Linked DNA regions of Macaca mulatta: region 2 is linked to region 1. A link is a contact called in public Hi-C data. All regions are on one chromosome and are shown on one strand. The core of a region is the stretch at or near the end of the contact, and the rest is flanking DNA. Distances in the headings are between cores, read along the strand shown.

Region 1 (6,812 bases), core at 2,735-5,234:
AAAACCAGAGTCATTTAGCACCTGCCCAACAGATGATGTGGGACAGGGCCGCCCTGCTAATGAACGGGGAAGCTCTCGACCTTAAAGTGGACCAGCACGGGGCTGGACGTGGAGGGGCTAAGCCAAAGAGCATGAGGCATATCCCACCCCACAGGAAAGCCCTGAGCTGGGACGGTGACTGTGAGCCGATGGCACCATAGACTCCAAGGCTGGTAGGATGGAGACATGGAGCAGGGTGGGTGATGGGACATGTCCCAGGCTTGGGTTGGCTTGGAAGAAAGGGTGGGGTTTGGATAGGCGGGGGGAAAGGGGGAAGCATTCCAGGCCAAGTGCCAGAAACCCTTGGGTTTCATCCTGAGCAGGTTACATTGGGACACACTGCTTGCTGCAGGCATGACCCCATGAGTGCTTGTCCTCCCCTCCTCTGAGCGCTTCTAGGAGGGCAGGTTTCCCCCTTCCTGTCTCCCTGACACCCGCTGCCCAGGCTGTGGCACTTGGCACCCGCAGAGCAGGGCCCTCCACACCCCTCCTTCCTTGCCCATGCTTTACTTACAGCACCTCCAGCCCCCGCAGAGCACGGAAGGCCCCTTCCTCAATGCAGTTGATCTGGTTCTTGTCCAGCTGTCTGTGAAGGAAACGAAGGTTGTAGAGAGAAGGGCACATTGCCTAGAGTAAGGGTGTCCAAACATTGTGACCACGTGCTGCATTCATTCAAAAGAAGCACTCCTCTAGTTGTTTGTTACGTGTATATGTGTCAATCCAAATAGTAAACGTTAGTAAAAACTTAATGTTTTTTTCTAATTTTCAATTAAAATCATAAATATAAGTAAAAGTTATATTCTTCTACTCAACCTTACATTTCCCTTGGGGACCAGGCACCCCCCTACACACACACACATTTTGGAGACCACCTAGTGGGTGCTGGCAACTGAAAAATGGGAGAGTCACAAAGCAGTGGCAGCCAGAACTGGCAAACAGATTTTTCAGCCTGAGTGCCAAAGAGGTTGACTAGAGGTGACTACCTGGAGTGCTGTTGTCAGAGTAAACTGAAGCTGTGAGGTGAGCTCTGTGGGAAAGAATGTGGTGATTGATTATCAATGTCTGCCACAGGCGTGGGAGGGGGTGTGTGTGACAAGCATGCCAGGCATTTGCCATCCCTGCTGTGGTCAGACCTCAGGGATGTGGTAAGCCTGGACCAGAATAAATTTGAATAGTAATAATAATAAGCCATTACAATTAAATATCATTTGACAAAGTATATTTATTTCCATGTCTCATTTAAACCTCAGAAAATGCCTGTGAAGTAGATCTTATTATCCCCATTTTCCAGAACAACATATCGAGGCTCAGTGATGTTCACTGACTTGCAGCAGCGTATGTGACATGTAACCAGAAGAGAAGATTCAAACCCAGCTCTTCCAGCCCAAATATGAGGCGAGCACAGACACTGTGCCATCGAAATGGACTGAGAACATTGCCCACACTGATAACATGCTTCACCAAGTCCCCAAGGGCCCCCTCCATTGGCTCTCACACGGAATCACAACCAAGGGAGAGGCAAGGGCTGCCTGTTTCCTCCAACCCCAGATTATTCCAGAAGACCGTGCTGGCACCAATCCTCTGAGAGCCCAGGTCAGCTCCCTGGCTGCCTGGACTACACGGCTCGCTCGGGTATACCCTGAGGACACTGCCAGGAGTGGCCCTGGAGCTCCTGCACCCTTCTCCCTCCCAGGCCTGTACTCACAAATTTTTGAGGTCTGTAGCTCCCCGAAAAGCCTTCCTGGGGATTGCCTGGATGGCGTTCTCACTCAAGTCCCTGGGAGGATAAAGCCAGAGGGAGAGAAAACAGCGGTCAGAAAAGAGGTTCCTGCAGAGTGCTGTGATGACTCAGGGAAGCAGGGCAGGTGGGCTGGAGGGCACTGAACCGGCCACTGCTGCACCCCAGCACCTAGGACAGCGCCTGGCCCACAGAGGCCACTCAGCAAGCATTTGTTGAATGAATGAATGATGAAACTGGAGAGACACACCATGTCCTGGAGGGAGCTCAGTCCCCAGCCTCCCCTTCTCGGGCTGGGGGCTTGCAGCTGGAAGGAGAAGCCTGGGGCAGCTATGACCAGCCCTGCCAGACCCCACCTGATGTAGTTTGGATATTTGCCCCCACCCAAATCTCATGTTGAATGGTAATCCCCAGTGCTGGAGGTGGGGCCTGGTGGGAGGTGATCCAGTCATGGGGGTTGATCCCTCCTGGTTTGGTGCTGACTTCTCGATGGCGAGTGAGTTCCGGGAGCTCTGGTTGTTGAAGGGTATGGAGCCTCCTCCTCCATTCTCCCTCTCCATTCCCCTACGTGAAGTGCCTGCTTCCGCCTCCGGCTTCCACCAGAAGAAAAAGCTCCCTGAGGCCTCCCCAGAAGTAGATGCCTTTGCTTCCTGCACAGCCTGCGGAACGTGAGCCAAGTCGATCTCTTTTCTTATAAATTACCCAGTCTCAGCACTTCTTTATAGTAATACGAGAACAGCCTAATGCCCACAGAAGTCAGCCCACCGGACCCACAGAGGCCAGTTCAGCCCCCCATAGCATCGTGCAGGGCTGCAAAGGGGCACACAACAGAAGTGCTTCTGGAGGGGGATTGATGACCACTATCTGGCACCAGGCTGGGAGGGACGGCACCCTGGGCCATCTGTGGCGGCTGTGCCTGGGGCTTACGCTCTGTATCTTATGCTAAGCAAGCTGACTCAGTAAGGACAAAATTGGCTCCACGACCCAGCCAGCCAGTGGCCCAGTCAGGTCTTTAACTCCAGGCAGGGCCTGACTCCAAACCCGGTGCTCTTGGGGACTGCAGGCAGCAGGGCACCTCCGAGAGCCTGGGTCACAGGGAGTCAGGAGAACGCAGTGGGGCTGGGATCACTGAGGACTTCACAACTCCCCATGAATGCCCTGATGTGAGGGAGGGGACGCTGTTGGGACTGCAAATCCTCAGCCTCAGTGACTGCCAGGCCGGCTTTGGGGCCCTTCCTCCACTCCCTGGCAGGACCGGGCCTCTGACACCTGTCCACCTGCCTCTCTTCCCTCTCAGCAGCCTCCCTGGCATCCACAGACGTGTGCAAACGCCCCTTTCCAGGTCAGCTTTTCCTACTCACAGCCACACTCCCCCCAGGCCGGCACTGCCCTGAGTACTTCCCAGGAGCATGGCGTGGATACGATCACCATCCCCATTATACAAAGGAGAAAAGCGAGGCTCAGAGAAGCTAAGCAACTTCTTCAAGGTAATCCAGCTGGTGGGTGGTGGCTCCAGAATTTCAACCCAGGCATTCAGGTCCCAGAGCCCCAGCTTGTACAGCAGCCCTGGGGGTAGGAACTGCCATTGCGCCCATTTCGCAGAGGAGGAAACTGAGCTCCAAGATGTGAAATAACTGACCTGGGTTGGACCCAGGCTCCCTGCCCCAGAGCCTTGCCCCGGACACACCCGGGTCCTGAAGGTGAACAACCAGAGGCGGACCGTCCTGATGTAGGCCCCAGTGCCGGGCCATTCCACAGCCCCACCTCCTCCTCCTGGGCCAGGCCTGTGGGTTTTGACAGTGCCCTTCCTTTCAGCCCCCACCACACAGGGTCCGAGAACGCAGTCCACAGCCCCCTACCCCGCCGCACACTGCCCCTTGAACTGTCAAGGCCACCGCTGCCCTGTCTGGGTTTCCCTGTTGAGAAACCTAGCGGTGTGCACAGAGCCCTGAGTCAGAAAGGTAGCGGGCAGCTGAGCTAGAGGGCACTGGACCGGCTGCTGCTGCATCCCAGCACCTAGGACAGTGCCTGGCCCACATCAGCCACTTGGCAAGCATTCGTTGAATGAATGAATGAATGAATGGATGGATGGATGAATGATGGAACTGGAGAGGCACCCTGTCCTGGAGGGAGCTCGGTCCCCAGCTACCTCCCCTTCTCTGGGCTGGGGACTTGCAGCTGGAGGGAGGAGCCTGGGGTTTGAGTCCTGGCCCTCCCCTTCCTGGCTGTGCATCTGCAAGGCACCCTTTCCCTCCCGAGCCCAGTTTCCTCATGTACAAAATGGGAAAAATGAAAGCCTGGCAAAACAATTGCCTGCCAGTCCCCACAAAGTGGGCACCAACATCTGTGCACTCCCTCCCTCAAACCCAGCCCCTCCTGTCCTGTCCCCCTACAGCCTTCAGAAAAGCAGCCAAGTAGCTGTGTCTGAAGGGGCCTTGGCACCATCAGCGCCCCTCGTTCTTGCTCTCTCTCCTGGAAGGGAGATGATTCAAGCCTGCAGCATAGACACAGCTGTCCCTCCTCCCGAGCCATCCCACCTGCCATCCCTGAGGCATCTCCCCTTCCTGCAGGGGAAGCTTCCTCCTCCCGCACTTGCCTGGCCCCATCTTCCCTTCCTGCTCTCCACATGGCATCTTTGGTCTTCGATCTTGGTTACTTGTGCCATATCTCCAGCTCCCCTGTGTAGTCTGTCAGTATTCCTGGAGACATTCCCCAAATTCCACCCATTTAGAAGCTGCTCCCCAGAGGGTCCCCAGTGGCCTGCTCCCTGCTGCCTGTCTTTATGCAGCAACTCCCCCAGCCCCATGTGTCTTGAGAGACACATTTCAGTCTTTGCCTGCCTAATCCTTGTTATCATCTCTTCCTTGCCTAGAGAGCTCCTTGGCTGCCGCATCCTCTTCTTAGTGTCTCTGCTTCATACAAGAAATTGCTACCCTGGTGGTGCCTGCCCTAATGGCTTGATGGTTCTCCTGGTCTGTAGACTTGTGGGCTTGTTCTCTCCATCTTCCTAAGTGGGGTGCTGCCACTGAGCAGAGTGGGCTGGCAGGGAAATTACTGGATTTAGAGCAGGGCTGTGCAGGCCACACAGGAAACAACAGACTGCCCACACTGGAGTTCATGGTCACGCGAGTTCCTCAGTAACCAGGAGCCTGGGCTGACATAGGAGCCCAACATGAAACCAAACCCACCTTGATGGAGTGCCTGCAGGCACCAGTGACAGGCTGGGCTTGCAGATGCAGAGCTAACCACACGTGCGTGGTCTACCCTAGAGCACTCACGCCCAGAAGAGGGCACAGATGGGAAACCAGTGAGTGGACCTTCAATCCTTCACTCCAGAAATGTGTACTGAGAGCTGATGGTCTGCTGGGGACCCCCAAAGACTTGCTTTCATGGGGTGTACATGCCAGCTTTCAACAACGGCTGGAGGAGCAGTACTGCCAAAGAGACGGGAGAGTGCAGAGAAGTGAGTGAGCAAGTCCGCCGGAGGGAGGAGAGGTGATCTCTGACTGGATCTTACAGAGTTGATGCATCCCAGACAGAAATGAAAAATGAGGAAAGGGCATTCCAAGCAGTGGTAACAGCATGTACAGAAGCCCAGAGACGGGAAGGAATGAGGCAGGCTGGGGGAATCTCATGCGGTTTGGTATGACTGTTGTGTGTAAGTGGGAGGTCGTGGTGGTTAAAAGGCATCCACAAATTCTTTGACATTCCTCCCTTCAAAAGACGGAGGCTCATTCTCCTCCTCTTGAATGTGGGCAGGACTCAGTAACTCACTTCTGAAGAACCACATATGATGGAAGTGGTAATCGATAACCTCCGACACTAGATCATAAAAGACACTGTAGCTCCCTTCTTGTTCTCTGGGAAAACCCAGCCAGGTCACAGGACACTCCAGCAGCTCTCTGGGGAGGCCCACATGGAGAGGAACCGAGGCCTCCTGCCAACAGCAGGCACAGGTTTGCCAGCCCTGTGAGCCAGCCATCATGGAAAAGCATTCTCCAGCCCCAGCTAAGCCTTCAGATGACACAACCCCCCAACATTGTGATGCAATCTCATGACAAACCCCAAGCCAGAACCACCCAGCCACCTACAGAGACTGTGAGATGTTTATTGTTTGTTCTTAAAAGTCACGGTATTTTGAAGTCATTGGTTACGCAACAGTCGATGACTCATCCAGTGGTGCTTTGGGGCATGACCCTAAGGAAGGGAGGGGTGTGCTTAGGATCAAAGTTAATGAGCTGAAATCGTGTTAGAGACTTGGCTACATCACTTCTGCTTTTTGGGGGCCTCAGTTTCCTCATTTGTCCAATTCATAGGCTGGACCAGAAGATTGCTAAGCTCTTCACCAGTGCAGACCCACCCACATGCCTGCCAGACACATTGCTATGGTCTGAATGATCGTTTCCTCCCAAAAAAGGCATAGGTTGAAACCTAATCCCCAATATGATGGTATTAGGAGGTGAGGACTTTGGGAGGTGATAGGTCATGCAAGCTCCATCCGTCTAACAGGATTAGTGCCCTTATGAAAGAGACCCCAGAGAGCTGCCTTGCCCCTTCCTCCATGTGAGGACACAGCTAGAAGGCACCATCTATGAAGCAGGAAGCAGCCTTCACCACACACCAAATCTGCCACTACGTTGATCTTGGACTTCCCACCTCTAGAACTGGAGAAATAAATTTCTGTTGTTTATAAGACACTCAGTCTATGGCAGTTTGTTTTTGTTTTTTTTTTTAGAGACAAGGTCTTGCTGTCACCCAGGCCAGACTGCAGTGGCACAATCAGAGCTCACTGTCACCTTGAACTCCTGGGCTCAAGCGATCCTCCCCACCTCAGCCTTCTGAGTAGCTGGGACTACAGATGCGCTGGGACTACAGCTGCTCTACAGGTGGAGACAGGGTCTCACTTTGTCGCTCAGGCTGGTCTCAACCTCCTGGCCTCAAGTGATTCACCCAACCCAGCCTCCCAATACGATATTTGGTTATAGCAGCTGGAACAGACTAAGACACACATCAAGTGAGGTGGTTGCTTCTTTAG
Region 2 (6,812 bases), core at 2,902-5,401, 110 kb after region 1:
ACAGAGCAGAAGTCAAATTTAAAAACTAAACACAGGCACGTCTCAGAGCCTCAAGACTCAGGGAATCTCAGCATACCACTTACCAGCTGGCTGTTCAACCCTGGGCAGATGGCTCCACCTCTCTGAACCTTCTTCTCATCTGCAAAGCAGAGGTGAGTAATACCTTCCTCCCAGGAGTGTTATGAGGAGTAAAAGAGGGAACTCTGGTAAAGCAGCTTATTTGAGGCTGGCGAGAGGGAGGGGCTCTAAGCCACGACCATGACCACAGCCACCATCAAAACTCCCTCTCACCTCTCTCTGCCTCTGTCCTTCTCTGGCCCATCGTCAGCTCTCCCCATTCCTGCATTCCCCAAGACCCCTGGCTCCCTCCTTCCCTCTCCAAGAGATTCCAGTCCACCTGCCTCTATGCTGCAAGCAACTCTCTCCTGAGCCTGCTCCCCTTCAGAGTTCCCGTGCCTGTCTTCTCCTCTGCAAACTTCCTTACCACCTACTCGCTGCCGGCCATCTGCCTCCTGCCTTCCGCTTCTCCCAGGAAACTGCTCTGCCCACTTTACCAGTGACCCCGATCTCATGTTCCAGAAGCTTTCCTTGGACCTCCTCCTCAGACAGACTGAATGCTCTCCACGCTGCTAACCCTCCTCCTCTTCGCCAAACTCCTTCTTTGGCCTTTGCAAAAACCACTCGGCCCAGGTTCAAATCCACAAATGTGTAGCCAGTGCACGCCAATGTCAAACACAGGACAGGAGTTCCTCCCGCCTCTCCACCATCTCTTCCTTCGATGCCTTCCCTTCCTCCTGCCCTCTAATGTGGGTGGGAGCTAATGTGTGTAAGTCCTCGAAGGATGTGCTTTCTTCTCCAGGAAACCCCAGTACCAAGCAGTGTTTCTTAAACTGTGTCCTGGGCACTCCAGAATCCAAATCACCGGAATCGCCTTGCTGAAGATCTGCAGAGCCAGCACCTCTAGGATGGGCTGGGAATCTGCATTTTGTGCCAGCCTCCCAGGAGATCCTTATTCCTACCAAAGTTTCTGTTCCACTGCCTTCATAGGTTGAAGTGCTTCCCCTGAGGGTCCCCCCATCTCTCTCTCCAGCCTGAATACTCTCCTGAGTAACCTTCCCCATCACGACCTCTGGGGCCATCTTTTTCACATAGATTTTTAGTGGCAATTCAAAGAAAACAGGCAAAAGCCAAATTCACAACTTCTCCTCCAGGATCAGTCGCCTTTTTCCAGCTTTATTCCAGTCCCAAGATCACTCTCTCAGGCTCGAGCCTCAGAGTCCGCCAGGCCGTTCCCACTTACTCTCTCTGCTCTCTCTGCCTTGGTCCAGACCCACTTCCCCTCGTATCTTGGCCTCTGCAATAGCTTTGAACTCTATGACTGTAGTAGATTCCTATGACAAATTATCATACACTAGTGGCTGAAAGTAACACAAATGTATTATCTTTCAGTTCTGGAAGTCAGAAGTCCAAAATCAGTCTAACCATGTTAAAGTCAAGGTGGTGGCAGGACATTAACAGCAGATTGGATAAAGAAAATGTGGGCCGGGTGCGGTGGCTCACGCCTGTAATCCTAGCACTTTGGGAGGCCGAGGCGGGCAGATCACAAGGTCAGGAGATCGAGACCATCCTGGCTAACACGGTGAAACCCCGTCTCTACTAAAAATACACAAAATCAGCCGGGCATGGTGGCGGGGGCCTGTAGTCCCAGCTACTCGGGAGGCTGAGGCAGGAGAGCGGCGTGAACCCCGGAGGTGGAGCTTGCAGTGAGCCGAGATCACGCCACTGCACTCCAGCCTGGGTGACAGAGACTCCGTCTCAAAAAAAAAAAAAAAAAGAAAGAAAATGTGGTACATATACACTACACAGTACTACGAAACCATAAAAAAGAAGGAAAGCAAGCCTGGCGCAGTGGCTCAAGCCTATAATCCCAACGCTTTGGAAGGCCGAGGTGGGTGGATCACCTGAGGTCAGGGGTTTGAGACCAGCCTAACCAACATGGTGAAACCTCGTCTCTACTAAAAATACAAAAATTAGCCAGGCATGGTGGTGGGTGCCTGTAATCCCAGCTACTCAGGAGGCTGAGGCAGGAGAATCGCTTGAACCCGGGAGGTAGAAGTTGCAGTGAATCGAAATTGTGCCACTGCACTCCAGCCTGGGCAACAGAGCAAAAACCCCATCTCAAAAAAAAAAAAAAAAAAAAAAAAAAACAGATGAGGGAGAAGGGAAAGTTCTTTCTTACGGTAGAAAGTTAACTAATAGAGAACAAATGATGGAGTTGAAAATCATCATGAATGCTAAAACTAGGGGGATGAAAGCTTGATGAGAAACAGAATGTGCACTTAGCTTCAAACAATCCCCCAACAAATTACCTGTTAATACCAAAGAAGAAAACAACAACCTCTCAGCAGAGAAGCCTGGCAGACATCAACTTATCAAGTGATTAAAGACAAAATCACCAATACTGGCACAAACCGACATCACCTGCCTTCTGACATGGTGCACCAGGAAGGACACGGAGTCATTATTTGGCGTTCCCAGCAAAAATGCGTAACCCAAATGTAACCGTGAGGAAAGATCAAATGAAGTCAAACTGAGGAGCATTCTGCAAAATAACCGGCCTGCATATATCAATAATGTCAAAGTCAAGAAAAACAAAGAAAGGCTGAGGAACTCTTCCAAATTAAGGGAGACTAAAGACCATGACCATTAAATGCCATGTGTGATTCTGGCAGGATTGTGGACCTGGGAAAAAACAGCCATGAAAGACATTATCCGGGCAATTGATAAAAACTGAGTGTGAATTCTGGAGTATAGTTTTGCACCGATGTTTAATTTTCTGATGTTGATAGCCTTATTGTTCTTAGAAAACACCCACCAAGTATTTAAAGGAAAAAAGTTACAATGTCTCCAAGCTATTATTAAATAGTTCAGAAAAAAAATTACCTATTAGTGTGTGTGATAGAGGAGAGAGAAAGTGTGTGTGTGTGTGTGTGTGTGATTATGATAAAGCAAATTGGATTGTGATGTTTGCACAAGACCATAAGTTTATTAAAAATCATTTATTTGTTTTTTAAAATTTAATAAAAAGTTTTGCACACCCCCTCTGGGGACCCCCATTTCCCTGCCCCATGGCCTAGGTGCCCACCCATTTCTTTAATCTCCTCTCCCAGAACTCACCAACACAAATCTTTGCCCCTCAGGGGGGTCTGCTTCTCACTCTCCTTCCCAAATACGTGCCACATACCTTCTGAATGCTCCCAAACTCCCTTACCCTCACTTCCCCTTGCTACTTAACCTAAGTCTTGCCCAGTCTTCAAGGCCTGGTTCAAACCCTACCTCCACAACACAGCAACAATCCAATCCCTCCTTCCCATCGAGCGACTCTCATCAGACTCATCTCCACACTGATGGGGCACTGACTATGTGCCAGGCATTGCTCTATTCTAATTATTAATCTTTATTCTTGCTGCCTTCAGCCAGCTTTCCCTAGCATTAACCTCTTTCATAACCATGGACAGTTATCAAAACTAAGAAATTAGCTGGGCAAGGTGATGCATGCCTGTAGTTCCAGCTACTCGGGAGGCTGAGTGGGAGGATCGCTTGAGCCCAGGAATTTGAGACCAGCCTGGGGAATATAGTGAGACCCCGTCTCAAAAAAAATCATCTCATCTGAACTACACAGCCCTATGAGGTAAATGCTGCCACTGGTCCCATTTTACAGATGAGTAAGCTGAGCCGCTAGTGAGTTGTCTAAGATCTCTTGATAGGTGATGAAGCCAGGATTCAAACTGGGCCATTCTCGTACTGAAGCCTGGGCTGGTAGCCACTGTGCTCCTCGTCTCTACGGACATCCTTACACATTTGTTCTTTCTCCCTCACCAGGCTGAAAGCTCCTCAGGCCTCTCTCAATGACTCTATGCACCCTGCAGGTGCCCAACAGCTGTCTGTCCGCCACAGGCTGGGTTTCAGAAAGGAGAGGAGGGGGTCATGAGCTCCGTCAAAAAGAGGAGCCAATTCTCCACACCCTCCCCGCCCCCCAGCACAGCCCAGCTCCCTGGCTACTGCCCAAGGCCCGGCCGTCATCTGCTCTGGGTAATAAGTATTTGTATGGCGATAATTACAGCATTTCGGAAGAAAATCCCATTAAGCAAGAGCCCCGCCGAGCTGCTAATGCCGGCACAGAACTGGAGGCGGCAACTCCGCCAAGCACCCGTCTGCTCCCAATAATGCAGGAGCGGCCCAGCCCCAAAAGAGCACGGCCGCCCCTGCTGGCAGCCTCGGGCAGCCTGGGCCACTGACAGCCCGCCCGCCCCGCACAAGAAGGGGCACCGAGGAACATCAGCACCCCCGCTTGTGCCCCAGGGTTCCCATCGGCTGCCTGATGAGGAAGAGGAGGGCCACCCTGGGATCCAGCATGACGCCCAAATTTCCTTCACATCCCTGCAATTCTCTGTCACCTTAATAACAATAATAATACTACCATTTATTGGGCACTCGCTGTCTGCCAGGCCCTGTGCGAAGCGCCTCTGTGAGCATTACCGCATTTAATCCTCATGACCACCCTTTGAAGCAGGCCCTATCATCATCCCCACTTTATGGGCAAGGAAATGGGGTTCTGAGAAGTCGCCCTTTCCTCCAGACCACTTATCCCAGCTTGCAGTTATGTGCTTATTCTTATATTATGTCATTCATCTCTATCTCCCCTGCTGGACTAAAACTGGGGTTTCTGTTTCTGTCCGGCACTATTCACCCGGCACAATGCAGACGTTCAATAGATAGCTATCTGTTGAATGAGGGAATTAAACCCCATCACTTGCCCAAGGCCTTCCCAGCTGCTGAGTGGCAGAGTGGGGTTAAAAACCTAGGCAGTCTGGCTTCACAGCCCTGCCATCAGGACCACCCGCCCTGCATACGGTCCCCACTCTGTCTCCAAATCCCCAGGGAAAGGGCCAGAGATGCCCAGGAAAGGTAAATGAGTGTTCTAAATAGACAGACTGCGCTCTAAGCAGACAGACTGCAAGACAGCCAGCGCTCAAATCCTTACCTCCCGAGCTCTCTTCTGCCCCACCCAAACCCTTGAGCCTCTAGCTTGAGCTTTCCAAATAACAATAATATCCTAACGATTGAATCACAAAGCATTTTCACAACCATAGCATGAGTGAGTGCAAAGGCCCTTCGAGGTAGTAGGTGTCATCAGCCCCAGAGGCCGAGGCAAGGGCGAACACCAGCCATGTGCCAAGTGTGGCACGTTGCCTCACTCACTGCTCACTATCAACCTGCACAGCTGTCGTCATCCCCTTTTACAGATGGGGAAACTGGGTCTCAGAGCAGGGAGAGGCACAGAATGGGGGTCCTAACACCAGTCATTCAGAGCCCAGCAATAAGCCAGTGTGCTGGCAGCCACACCAAAGCCTAAGCAAGCAGGGGACTCTTGCCCTGCCAGGAGGAACCTCCCCTGCACAGCTCAGGTCTCTGCTACAGGAGACCCTGGTGGCCTGCTCAGATCCAACCAGGCCCTGATGGCAGATGTGGCTGCAGTGGCCCCTGACCTCATTTACCAAGGTCACCATACAATTATTATTTGGAATTTCAAACAGGCTCCCCAGAGGATCAGCCTCAGGTGCCCTGGGCAGCCTCCCTTATGTGTGACCACTCAGCCCTGTTAAATGAGACCTCGAGCTCAGGGAGCTGAGTCTAGAGAGGGCCTCCCAGGCCTCTACAGCAGGCATGGAGATAGGGCAGGGTGGGTGAACTGGCAAGGAGGGAAGGGCACATAAGGAGGACGGCAAGGCTGGGCACAGTGGCTCATGCCTGTAACCCCAGCACTTTGGGAGACTGAGGCAGGAGGATTGCTTGAGCCAGAAGTTTGAGACCAGCCTGGGCAACATAGCTAGATCCCCATCTCTACAAAAAAAGGGAAAAAAAAACCTGACAAGCAGCAGAATGTGCTGGGCCTGGAGGCAAAGAGAGAACAGTAGGCCTTCCCAAAGGCCCTGGCTGACTCCCTCCATCCTCAGGCAACTTCCCCTCTCTGCACCCACACGGGGAATCTTCCGCAAGCCTCAAATACCCAGTGTGCCGAGGGCTGGGGGCACCAGCGATGTCCACGCATACTGCACTCTCACACTCTCCTGGACACTCTAGTTAAAAGATTTTTGTAATTAAAAATCAAGTCCAACTGAAAGTCAAGGTCGTTGTGGAAGAAAAAAAAATAACTTAATGGTGACCATGGCTGGGTCCCTCTGCGCCTGGGCAATACAAAGAGAGAAAGCTTCCTGGGCCTCCTCCGCCCCCTCTCCCAGCCCTGGCTCTGTATTTTAATTGTTCATTACAGTGAATTATTTAGCATCCCTTTGCTGCCCAGCTGACCAGCCCCACAGCCCCTCTGGCTGAACCAATTTCCTCAGCAGCTCTGGGGCCTACCCAACCTCTTCCCCAAAGTCCCCACAGCAAACCAATAACAATTTCTTTCCATTTCGGGGGACACGCCTGGACCCAGAGTTATAGAATATATGATCATAAAGTTGCCAGGCCTCACAGGCTGCTGCAGAAACTGCCCAAAGGACAAAAGGCAAATGCACAGCTGCAGTCCATAAAAATTTCACAGCCTCAGAAGAAGCCGCTGTTTCAGGCTCTGATACTGCACAACACTCATATTGATTAGAGAGAGCATTTGCCACAGTTATTTTGAGTCTGCCTGGGCTCTTACCAAGGCCTCTTTCAAGATGTTCTTTTCCTCTTCGAGCAGCTCTTTCACGGGCTGCCTGGAGAACAGGCGGGCTCCCTGCACTTTCCCAGTCCAGGAAGCTTTG

What was found. Hi-C and Micro-C count contacts between places; a contact is called where the count stands out from the background.
Region 2: a Hi-C map of fetal cortex germinal zone shows a contact between it and region 1, with 1.5 times the contacts expected there. The contact joins two enhancer-like sites. A contact is called at or near these places in 2 of 14 Hi-C or Micro-C datasets (cortical neurons and fetal cortex germinal zone).

The regions. Positions count from the first base shown.
Region 1 is chr9:109,100,772-109,107,583 of T2T-MMU8v2.0, forward strand. SLIT1 (slit guidance ligand 1) reads right to left here. Exons shown (of 36, transcript XM_077947006.1): 5 at 1,745-1,816; 6 at 554-625. Among named protein-coding and RNA genes, the nearest start is that of SLIT1, 120 kb to the right of the region's middle. Within about 2 kb of position 3,985, at least 2 of the 40 cell types and tissues checked have an H3K27ac peak or open chromatin away from gene starts, as enhancers often do. A contact at or near this core is called in fetal cortex germinal zone, where this site is marked.
Region 2 is chr9:109,210,125-109,216,936 of T2T-MMU8v2.0, forward strand. All of the region lies in intron 1 of SLIT1 (slit guidance ligand 1), which reads right to left. Among named protein-coding and RNA genes, the nearest start is that of SLIT1, 6.7 kb to the right of the region's middle. Within about 2 kb of position 4,152, at least 8 of the 40 cell types and tissues checked have an H3K27ac peak or open chromatin away from gene starts, as enhancers often do. A contact at or near this core is called in fetal cortex germinal zone, where this site is marked.